Linked DNA regions of Pan troglodytes: region 2 is linked to region 1. The links are chromatin contacts, called in public HiChIP or PLAC-seq maps. All regions are on one chromosome and are shown on one strand. Each heading gives the region's core, a stretch centred on a gene start, on an enhancer-like site or on the middle of the called end of the contact. The rest is flanking DNA. Distances are from core to core; before and after follow the strand shown. Region 1 holds the start of TMEM192 (transmembrane protein 192). Region 2 holds the start of MSMO1 (methylsterol monooxygenase 1).

The links. HiChIP or PLAC-seq counts read pairs in DNA pulled down with a chosen protein or histone mark.
Region 2: an H3K4me3 HiChIP or PLAC-seq map of stem cell-derived excitatory neurons shows a contact between it and region 1, with 4 times the contacts expected there. The contact joins the promoter of MSMO1 here to the promoter of TMEM192 in region 1. A contact is called at or near these places in 3 of 7 Hi-C or Micro-C datasets (induced pluripotent stem cells and stem cell-derived neural progenitor cells) and 1 of 1 datasets of contacts at active chromatin or transcription factors (stem cell-derived excitatory neurons).

Annotation. Positions count from the first base shown.
Region 1 is chr3:166,747,888-166,753,490 of NHGRI_mPanTro3-v2.0_pri, forward strand. TMEM192 (transmembrane protein 192) reads right to left here and starts at 4,249. Exons shown (of 6, transcript XM_526719.9): 1 at 4,071-4,249. The coding sequence starts at 4,097.
Region 2 is chr3:166,965,594-166,970,956 of NHGRI_mPanTro3-v2.0_pri, forward strand. MSMO1 (methylsterol monooxygenase 1) reads left to right here and starts at 1,951. Exons shown (of 6, transcript XM_003310562.7): 1 at 1,951-2,767.

The DNA of each region.
Region 1 (5,603 bases), core at 2,999-5,498:
TAGGTGGTTCTTTATGAGGCCTCCAAGGGCTTCCTCATGCCCTGATTAGCACTCTACTGGATGCCTGGTAGGGGCAGGGCCGGGGGGCTCCCCCTGCATATCTTCAGAGTTCTCCCTCTTTGTAGCTCTCTCCTCTCTGGGTGCTCTGTCTTGTGAACTCCAGTTACCTCGATCTCCTAGACCCTCAACTCCATCTCCTCAACTCAGAAGTCTGCTGGGCTCTGCCTGGCTTCCCCCTTCCCTGTCACAGCCTGCACACTCTTTCAAGGCAGTAAGCCGGGGCAGTGATAGGGTTCACAGCATTTGTTTCCCATCTCTGAGATTGCTACCCTTCATTGTCTGATGTCCGGTATCTCACAAAGTGTTGTATCATACGTTATATCTAGTTTTTTGGTTGTTTCAGGCAGAATGGTATATCTATTCCCAGTTACTCCATGTTGGCTGGGAATGGAAGTCCCTACTGAACTCTCTTACATCTGTATCATAACCTACCATACTAAGCACAGGGCATTGAAATTGTCAGAATAAAATATGCTTTACAAGGGCAGAGACTCTTTTATATTATGTCCTTTGTGCTTTTAACACTTGATACACAGCAGATGCTAAGGTGTTCAATATGCGTGTTGAGAGAAAGAAAGACTGCTCAACTTCTTGTATGCTTCAGACCTGGGAAATTTTTATTTATTTATTTATTTATTTACTTTTGAGACAGAATTTCGCTCTTGTTGCCCAGGTTGGAATGCAATGGTGTGATCTTGGCTCACTGCAACCTCTGCCTCCCAGGTTCAAGCAATTCTCCTGCCTCAGCCTCCTGACCACAGGCTGGGATTACAGGCATGTGCCACCATGCCCGGGTAATTTTTATATTTTTAGTAGATACCGGGTTTCGCCATGTTGGCCAGGCTGGTCTCAAACTTCTGACCTCAGGTGATCCACCCGCCTCAGCCTCCCAAAGTGCTGGGATTACAGGCGTGAGCCACCGCACCTGGCCAGACCTGGGACATTTAAACAAAGCTAGCATTGAAACCTTCACTATAAGACAATAATCTACTTTATCTCCTAATATGTCACTTTCATGCACCTTCTTCTCTCGCCTAAATGAGCTTTCCATAGAGCCCTACAAATATCCTCCCTTACCTTTTTCAGAATTCTATGCATCTTTCAAGGTCCTAACCAAGTTTATGTTCTCTATAAAACTGGCCTTGTTAAGTGTTTTCCTTCTGCTTTAAAATCCTATAAAACTTATTGCCCATAATATTCATTTGGAATATTTCTTATGCTGCCTTGTATTGTTTTCCTTTTCATGGGTGTATCTTTTGTTTTTCCTAACTACACTGAAGGAGTTGGGGACTATAATATGGTTCTTCTCTATGTCACTTAGGAGTATTTACTTTCCATTGAATCCTATAGGAAATATGCAGTGTAACCATACAAACAGCACCCAGCCATTCTATTAACTCACCATCTGCAAGTGAAGGGTGAGGGGAAGAGGACTCCTGAATCCAAATGATTTTTTCATTTCCATTATTAACTACATTACCACCTGTAGAAGATGTCTGTTGTTTTTGCCCACATGGTATCTCTTCCCTCTTCTGTGACAGTAACTCTATTTCCTTTGAGGACCCACTGTCTACTTCTGCATTAAGTCTTAGTGGAACCATCCTTCAATACCCTTCCTCCTCCTCTGCTCTAGGAGTGGTCATGGAACAAAAAACAGTTGGGTGAATCCAACTCTTTCCATGAGCAGTAAAAGAAAGATCATGAGGCCGGGCACGGTGGCTCACGCCTGTAATCCCAGCACTTTGGGAGGCCAAGGCAGATGGATCACCTGAGACCAGCCTGACCAAAATGGAGAAATCCCGTCTCTACTAAAAATACAAAATTAGCCAGGTGTGGTGGTGCATGCCTGTAATCCCAGCTATTTGGGAGGCTGAGGCAGGAGAATCACTTGAACCCGGGAGGCAGAGGTTGCAGTGAGCCGAGATCGTACCATTGCACTCCAACCTGGGCAACAAGGGTGAAACTCCATCACAAAAAAAGAAGAAAGATCATGATTTAGGCAGATTCATTCCAGGGTAGACCCTGAAAGGACTCCTGTCACTTCAATGCCTTGAGATGCCCTTGTTTGGGTCCTTTCAGAGGCCTTGGCATATACTCACCCTATAGCCTTTCGAATAAATCTTTTTCTTAAATTAGCCAGAGTTGGTTTCACTGCCTGCAAACAATGAATCCTTACTAACACAAAGTCTTTGACTCAACTCATTTAAGTGTCTGTAACTAAGGCATGGTCCAAAATTTTTAGCTTTTTCCTGAAGGCTAGAAATCATGTTTACAAAATACCAAAAGCAGGCAACTTACTCAGATCTAAAGTGACTCCAATATGTGGTTGGTAGCAAAACATTAATCTCTAATTAATTTTTATTTATTTTTATTTTTGAGACAGAGTCTCGCTCTGTCGCTCTGTTGCCCCAGCTGGAGTGCAATGATGCGATCTTGGCTCACTGCAACCTCTGCCTTCCGGGTTCAAGCGATTCTCCTGCCTCCCCAGTATCTGGGATTACATGCCCCCACCACCCCACCTGGCTAATTTTTGTATTTTTAGTGGAGACGGGGTCCTGCCATGTTGGCCAGGCTGGTCTCAAACTCCTGACCTCAGGTTATCTGCCTGCCTCGGCCTCCCAAAGTGCTGGGATTACAGGCATGAGCCTCCCAGACCATCCCCAGGCTCCAGTGTTTGAGGAAGCAGATTTCTAGTACTATATGCATCCTAAAGCTAAAAGCTACAGATCCAAGAACGCCAGAGCAGCTTAGCATCAACCAAGAAGCACTTACTGCACGTGTTTTTCTAAGAGACTCTCATTTCCCTCTTACATATTCGTTTTTTTCCGTACATTGTCAGCTCATGAAGCTCAGCCTTAAAAACTCAGAAACAATGAATTTTGCTTTAAATATATATGAGTCTCAAATCTACTTACAGGTCTTACAGTTAATTTTCCATTTTCTCAACTGGAAAAAATAGAAAATTTTAGTTTCATTAGAAATTGTTTGGTCTTTATTTCATCAAGATTATTTAACTGGTTACTGCACAAGAATCTAAGCTACCGTAATGCTGGAACTGTTTCATGTTTCTCTTCCTTTTCCTGATGCAGTTCATTCAGTGATAGGATCACAGTAATATTTCTACTAACTTATTAACCCAAATTAGTGCTTTAATGTAACTGTCAACTTTGCATTTCTCAAGAGCAAAAATTTTATTACTTGCCAGTGGAAAATCCAGTTAATTCTCAGCATACATACATGGTTCCCCTAAAAACATCTTACGATACTGAAGCAAAGAAATAAGGTTTTTGTAATTATGCTACCATTCTGTACTATACACGCTGTAAACTAGGCCACTGGTTTTTTGTTTTGTTTTGTTTTGTTTTTTTGGTAATCTGGTTTGAATCTATCAAAGATTTAAAAACCTTTGCATTCCTACCATGCTAGATTCAAAACAACACATGACACTTTTTCTCTCGTGTGGGTTTCCAGGCCATGATAGCGACAGGTCTGCGGGACGCTGGCGCCCGGCCCGAGCGTCGTTGTCACTCCAAGTCCACAGCCTCTAGAGCCAAGGCAAGGGACCTCACCAGGAAGGGAGATTCGCCCCCTGTGCCCCTGGGACATCCGAGCGGAACCCATCGGCCCGGCTCCCGGAGACTCGCGGGGAGGAAGGGTTGTCAGGCCAGGCGCGCATCACGTGAAGCTGCCAGTTCCGGGATCAAAGACGTACCCCGCGCGTGGGCTGGGCGCCAGCCTGGGACACCCGGGGGCCGCGCGCCCACCGCCCAGGAGCCCACCCCAGCCTCCACTGGGAAAATTAGCCCGGAGCCAACGTGTCGCGGATCCCACAGCCGCCTGGCGCCCTCCCACAGCCCCGCGCCCAGGCCTCCCCGGCACAGGCGGCGCCCCCTTCGGCCGCGGCCGCAGTCGCCAAGGGTGGCTTCCCTCTCTGAGTCTCCGCCCCGTGCGCCCCGGCACAAGAAAAAGCGGATTCCGGGGCCAACCGCCCGCCGCCTCCGTGCACTCACGTCCTCCATCCTGCCCCCCGCCGCCATTTCCCGACGCCGGAGGCCGAAGCCCTGGCCAGCCCGGCCTCTCCACCTGGACCTGTAAGCCTCTGGCCGCGAAACTCGCCACCTTCTGGGACCTGCCAGGCCCCTCCCCAGACACACCCCCTCCTGCGTCCGCCCCGCCTCCGGCTGGCCCGATCCCCGCCCCCTTAGCTCCGATTGGCTGGGATGGTGGGAGGGGTGTGCCGGCCCAGAAGACCTGGACTGTGGGCGGTGGCTACCGCCTGAACCACCTCGGTTCCTGGGGCTTCTGGCCGCAGCCGCTCGGTGCGCTCTTACCCAGAGACTTGAGCATTTAAGGATGCCTTCCTAGTCCAAGAATTTAACTATTTTCAGGCTCCACTTGCATATTTTAAGAACATTAACTTTTTTCGGTCTTGCCTGGTTGTTTGCAGACACAGCTCTACGCCTAGGTAGAACCAGCGGTAAAATCCTACTCCGCCAGCAGAGGGACAGGAGCAGAATAAAGATTCCAATTTCCATGACATATTTACAGATTTCTCCAATGGGAAACAAAGCAGTTCGGAATGCTTACGGCGTTTGTTTATTAAGACAGAGTCTCGCTCTGTCGCCCACGCTGGAGTGCCCTAGCACGACCTCGGCTCACTGCAGCCTCGAACTCTTGGCCTCCTGGCCAGTTCTCCCACCTCAGCCTCTCAAAGTACTGAGATTACAGGCGTGAGCCACTGGGCCCTTGTTTCTTTTAAAATTGAATTTCAAAAAGAGAAAACTTCAATGACATTTTCTAAAAAGCTCATGATTGTAAAAATGTAAGCAAACAAGGAAAGAAATTTTCTGTTACCAGCTCCCGGAGAGAACTTTGATATCAGTTAGAATATATACACTCATACATTTTTTTGGTGGGGCGGCGGAGACGGAGTCTCTCTCTGTCGCCCAGGCTGGAATGCAGTGGTGCAATCTCGGCTCCCAGGTTCAAGCCATTCTCCTGCCTCAGCCCCCTGAGTAGCTAGGATTACAGGCGCGTGCCACCATGCCTGACTATTTTTGTATTTTTAGTAGAGACAGGGTTTAGCCATGTTGGTCAGGCTGGTCTGGAACTCCTGAGGTCAGGTGACTCGCCCGCCTCGGCCTCCCAAAGTGCTGGGATTACAAGTTTAGCCACCGCGTCTTGCCCACTTTCATACATTCTAATGCTTATTTGTACATTGAGTATAGTGTGATCCAGTTTAGGATGTGTGAGATAAAACTACTCAAATGTTAGTGAAGGAAGAGATGGTCTAAGACTCCACGTGATCTTCTTTTTTCTTTTTCTTTTTTTTCTCGTAGAGACAAGGTCTCACTATGTTGCCCAGGCTGGTCTCATAATCCTGAGATTCTATGAATTATTTATCACAAGGCTTTTCTAGACGTGCAAATTTTCTTCTCTGCATTTTATTTTGAAAAATTTCAAGCCTACAGAAATGTTGAAAGATTAATACAATGAACATCCATGTACCCCTCACACTTGATTCATTAGTTGTTCATTTTTTG
Region 2 (5,363 bases), core at 701-3,200, 220 kb after region 1:
AAGAAATGATGCATGTTAATATGCTTGAAATCCAGCGGGCCCTCAATAAATTACAGCTATTGTTCCCTGAGCCCCCCGTTAGTCTTCATTGTAGGGAAATAAGTGAGTTGAGCTGCTGCATCAGCATTTTTTTCCAGCTCTAAGCCTTTAAGGTTTAAAATAATCTGACCCCTCCATACACCTACGCCTGCTCTGATTTAGAAAATGTAATACTGTGGTAGAATTCCAAATCAGAAATAATTGCTGACATTTACTGATCATATCTTGTATGCCAGAGACTCTGCAAAGGGCTTTACATATGTTATCTCATGTAATCATCATAAATAACTCTTCGAGGTGTAGGTATTATTATTTTACAGAAGTACCAGATAAGACAGAGAAGTAACTTATCCACTGCTAATAAAATGCCAAGCCTAGTAAGTGTGGCCCGATAGTGTGTGCTATTGATGCTCACCTGATAGAGGATGGCAGGTTTGGGCAGAGAGAAAAGTTGGGTGGCAGTGCAGTCATCACACAACCAATAGGATGGGGAGCTCTGGAGCTGGGATGGCCAAGCAAAGTAGCCCTACATTGGTTTAGGGGATTTTATACGTTTCAACCAGTTACTTGACTAGCTGTTGCCTAGAAAGGGGGTATACCCGTGGGGAGAGGTGCTTCTCTTTGGCAGTACTCAGCAGCTGGAGGAATGCCTGCTTAGGTCTTGAAGAGGGGGATCTGGGTGGTGTGCCACAGCATCCACTACAGGACCAACAGATTCATATGCCCACTGCACAGTATACGCTGAGACAGCAGGGTTTGCAGCAGAGAAAGTTTAGTGATGGCAGGGTGCCGAGAGGAGATGGGAGGAGACCCTCAAATTCATCTCTCCGAGGAGTTCTGTGCTGGGGCTTTTAAGGGGATCCTGGAGGGCAATGGGCTGGAAAATTAGGGTCCTCGATTGGCTGGGGTAAGGGGGAATGAAACCATCAGGATGTGGGAACTGCATTCTTTGGTGAGTCAGCTCCTTGTCAGACCAGCTGAGTCAGTAGTTTCATCAGTATGAAGGACCTGAAAGGTTATCTCAAAGCACAAACTTAACGTTTCATAATGTTCAAGTTGTTGTCTATAGAGCAGTTAGGGGAAACTATAACCTTGTAACAGAGTCTACATGATTCTGAAGCAATAGGCAAACAATTATGAGGAAGGGGTCAGACAGCAAGCTGACCTAATTATTAATCCTCAGTGTGCTGCAAGCTTGGTTTAATTTCGTTCCCCCCACCCCTTTTTCCCAGATTAATTTCATAAAGTATATAGGGACGGTTTCAGACACCACTGTAAAGGCATCCTAAAGACAGGGCTGACCCTGACAACCAAGGGACAGATGCCATTTCTTTTCATTTGACGTGACCTCTGTGATGATACTTTACAAAGAATGTGTGTGCCAAACATGAGGGATAGACGAATAAGTACAGGTCACACTGAATCTAAAAAAGACACTTTTCAAGAGGGAACTTCCTCAAGGAGATAGTACCTGAATTGATGGGGCGGCATGGAGATGGCTGATTATTCCAGGCAGAAGGGCCAGTTTGAGCAAAAGCATGGAGGAATGAAACAATAGTATTCTGTTTTCAGAAGCTGTATATATTTGACACAATATACACATAATCAAAACATCATGTGTACGCCGTAAACACAATTTTTGTCAATTATACCTTAATAAAGAAGGAGGAAAAAGGGCCTTCACTAGCCCAAATGATGCCCCTGTGCGGTTTTTTCTTTAAAGGCACCTCTTCCGTTAAGTGAAAGTTTTAGTATATTATCACATCTGTACAGTTTTATTATGAAACCCCAGTACACAATATTTTAATGTTGAGAGATGGTGTAAACTGAGCTTTAGAGCTGCAAAGACCTGCGTCAAGCCCCCGCCCCCGCCCCCGGGCACTCATCGTCCAGCACAACAATTGCAACAACACCTGGGCGTTCTCAGCCCATGTAGCGAGGTCAAGGTCCTGGGAGCCGAACTCTCCCTTGATGTTCAATCTTTTTAAATCTTTCCCAGCCTCTACTTCTCATCTGCAAAATGACGATAATCGCATTTGAAATTCTCCGTTTCAAAATGCAGGGATTTATTAAAGGATACGTAGGCTGGGGAAACAAGGGAGACGAAAGATCTAAATCTAAATGGTAGACCAGAAAAAGGAAGGCAAGGGTGTCTGGAAACACAAAACAGTCAACATAGATTTTAAGACTCATCTATACTCTTTTCTTCCCGGGTTTGGGAGCTGCGGTTGCTACACAGGTCACATTTGAAATAAAAGTCCTGGGACTGCGGCTGGCGCGACACTTTCCCCCGCACAGCGCAGGCTCTCACTGGGAATCTGCCGGGAACGCAGTTGCCAAGACGACTCCGCGCGGCAGGGCGAGGCGGCCATCCGTCTGTGCCCGCCCCCTCACGCCGTGACGCGCACTCACGCTTCCCCGCCTCCGGGCGCTCCGCGGTGCCGACCATTGGCTGGCCCTGCAGGTCTCACTATCCTCACTCCATCCGCGGAGCAAATGGCTGGGACCGCCAGGAGCTCGTTCGCGCGAGTCACACGATGTCGGCAACTGCACAGACCAATCACCGTGCCGAGAAGGCGGGGCGGGAGCCCTCGCAGGCCAATAACGACAGGACGGACCGCCTGGCCCACCCGGCTCCACCCCCCAGCCAGGCGAGGCAGGTTCCGAGGCTGGAACACCTGGCGAGTCCTCGGTGTCGGTGGCCGGCAGTCATCTCGCGGCCGTTCAGGTGAGGGGGTTGGAGGAGTGGCTCATGAGCGAGGAAGGGGGAGCAGGCGGGCTCCTACCCGGTGCTCCGTGAGATCGAGGGAAGCGGGTTCGGGGTGCGGATGCACGCGCTGGGCGGGACGCTGGCAGTGGTACCCGAGAGGGGGCGGAAGGAGACTGGAGTGAAGGTGGGCCTAGGCTAAGGTACGTGCTAGAAAGGATGAAAACGGAGTGAAATTCTTAAGTGATGGAACTAGGCTAGGGCATGTTTCTTGCCCTTTAAAATGTGTTGTCTTCGGGAGACAGGACGTAGAAGACAGTTGCAGCACAGGGTGATAGGCTGGCGAAAGTTATACAAAAGCAGGAAACACTAGAAGGAGGTAAGATGTAGTATGCTTTGGGAGTAGTGGCGTTGGGAAGGGCGTCCGAGAGGAGGTTACTGAAGGATGACTAGGAGTTGGATGGGAGGACATCACCTGTAAGGGAACGGTATTTCCGTGGGCAGAGAGGAATGAAGCACTAGCAACCATGAGTGATCAGATACTGCAAAAATGTGAAGTGTAGGATGGCGAGAATGTAGGAAATGAAGAGTGAAGAAGTCTGGAAGGGCCTCGTGTGCATCAATCACAGCGGGGCTTGATCTTTATGCTTAGGGCAAGCACTCCCTTGAACTTTGAGTGTTTTAAGGAGGTTATCTCTGATGTTTAAATTTATATAGATCGTGGCATTGCATCTTAGAAACAAGGTTTAAGAAGGGCAAGCTTGGAGGCAGGGCAAGTCCAGAAAATGAAGGAGCTGGTGAAATCCGTGTTAAAGTGCCAAAGGACAGAGACAGGCTGACAGCTGAACTTCAAGGTTTCTGAGAATCCACAAATAACTAAATTTTATCTAGTCAACCTGCTCCAGAACAGGCTTCCAGTCATTTAGGTTGCCCAAGAATGAGTAAAGGAAAAGGAAATTCAATTTTCCAAGACCTTGTCTCCCCTCTCCTCTTTAATTCCTTGTTCAGTTAGCAACAGTATATCCATTCCCTCACTCCTTTGTGAAAAGTAAATTCCTGAATGTTAACTAAACCAAGTGTTTCTAAATTGGGTAAGAGTTTGAAGACTTAAGGCAGCAGAATGGGAGAGACTTAAAACGTTATGTCTGAGAATTAGGCATTAGAGGCGGCCTAGTATTTGGGCGGGGGTTGTGAGGAGCACATACTGAACCTTTGGACCTGTTGAGTGAGTTCATGTGCCTCTGAACTCTCTGACTGGATATGACCAGTAAACTTGGATAATTAGATCCTGGAGTTTAGGGGAGAGGGCTAGAGATAGAGATGATGGATATCAGCATATTTTTAAAACAGAAAATAGTTAAGATCACCCAAGACAATCTGGAATCGTCTGGGAAGTTTACTGGGAAACTTTCCAGCTTCAATTCTCATATTCTTTCTAATCTCCTGGTTGAGTCTTTGGAGTTGCTGTTCTCTCTATGCAAAACCCCTCCTTTGACCCTCTCTCCCTCACTCTATTTTTTAATTTGTCACCTCCCTCTCCTGTTCTAGGTCTCAGTTTAGATAGCACCTTTCTCTAGAAGTTTATAGCACTGTGTATTCCCCCCTTTATTGTTCTTATCACATAATTTTTGATGGTTTGGACACTAGTTGTTATTCCTCACTAAATTTTATGTTTTGTGAACTCAGGGGTAAGGGCACCAGCTAGCACAATGAATGCACAATACTTGTCAGAGTGAATGCATTTGAGTTCCAAGAACCAAGGAAAGGCGGTATTTCAAGAAGAGAAGTATCAAATCTTCCAGATTAGTCAAATAAACTCCAAAAAAAAAAAAAAAAGGTTTATTGGATTTGGCAGCTGGAGATCCATAGCGATTTTTTTTTTTTTTTTTTTTGAGACGGAGTCTCACTCTCGCCCAGGCTGGAATGCAGTGTCGTGATCTCGGCTCGCTGCAACCTCAGCCTCCCGGGTTCAACCAATTCTCCTGCCTCAGCCTCCCCAGTAGCTGGGATTACAGGCATGCGCCACCACACCCGGCTAATTTTTTTGTATTTTTTTGGTGGAGCTGTTTCACCATATTGGCCAGACTGGTCTGGAACTCCTGACCTTGTGGTCTGCCCACCTCAGCCTCCCAAAGTGCTGGGATTACCAGCGTGAGCCACCACACCCAGCCTCCTTAGTGATTTTAGTAAGAGTAAGTTCAGTGCAGTGATGACAATAGAACGCAGATTGCAGTTGCTAGAATATAAACAGGAAATAAGAAGATAAAGACAACTCATGTGGAATACCTTTTCATAGGGCTTAGGTAAACTGTAGGAATTATTCTCCTTGTACTCTAATGCTTATTATGGGTTTTATTTATAATTATAGTGTAATATAATGGATGACTGCATGGGCTTCCCCACTTAGCATTTGTTAAGTTAAGCATTAACTTAACATTAAGCATTAGACTTTGGGCAAGTTGCTTAATCTTTCTAAACCTCAGTTATTTTATCTATAAAATGGCGATAAAATAATACCTACCTCACGAAGGTGTGGTAAGGATTAAAGTGAAAATGTAGAGAGCAGGTGGCATGCTTTGAACACAGTTCTTGGCACAGAAAGTGCCCAATAATTGTT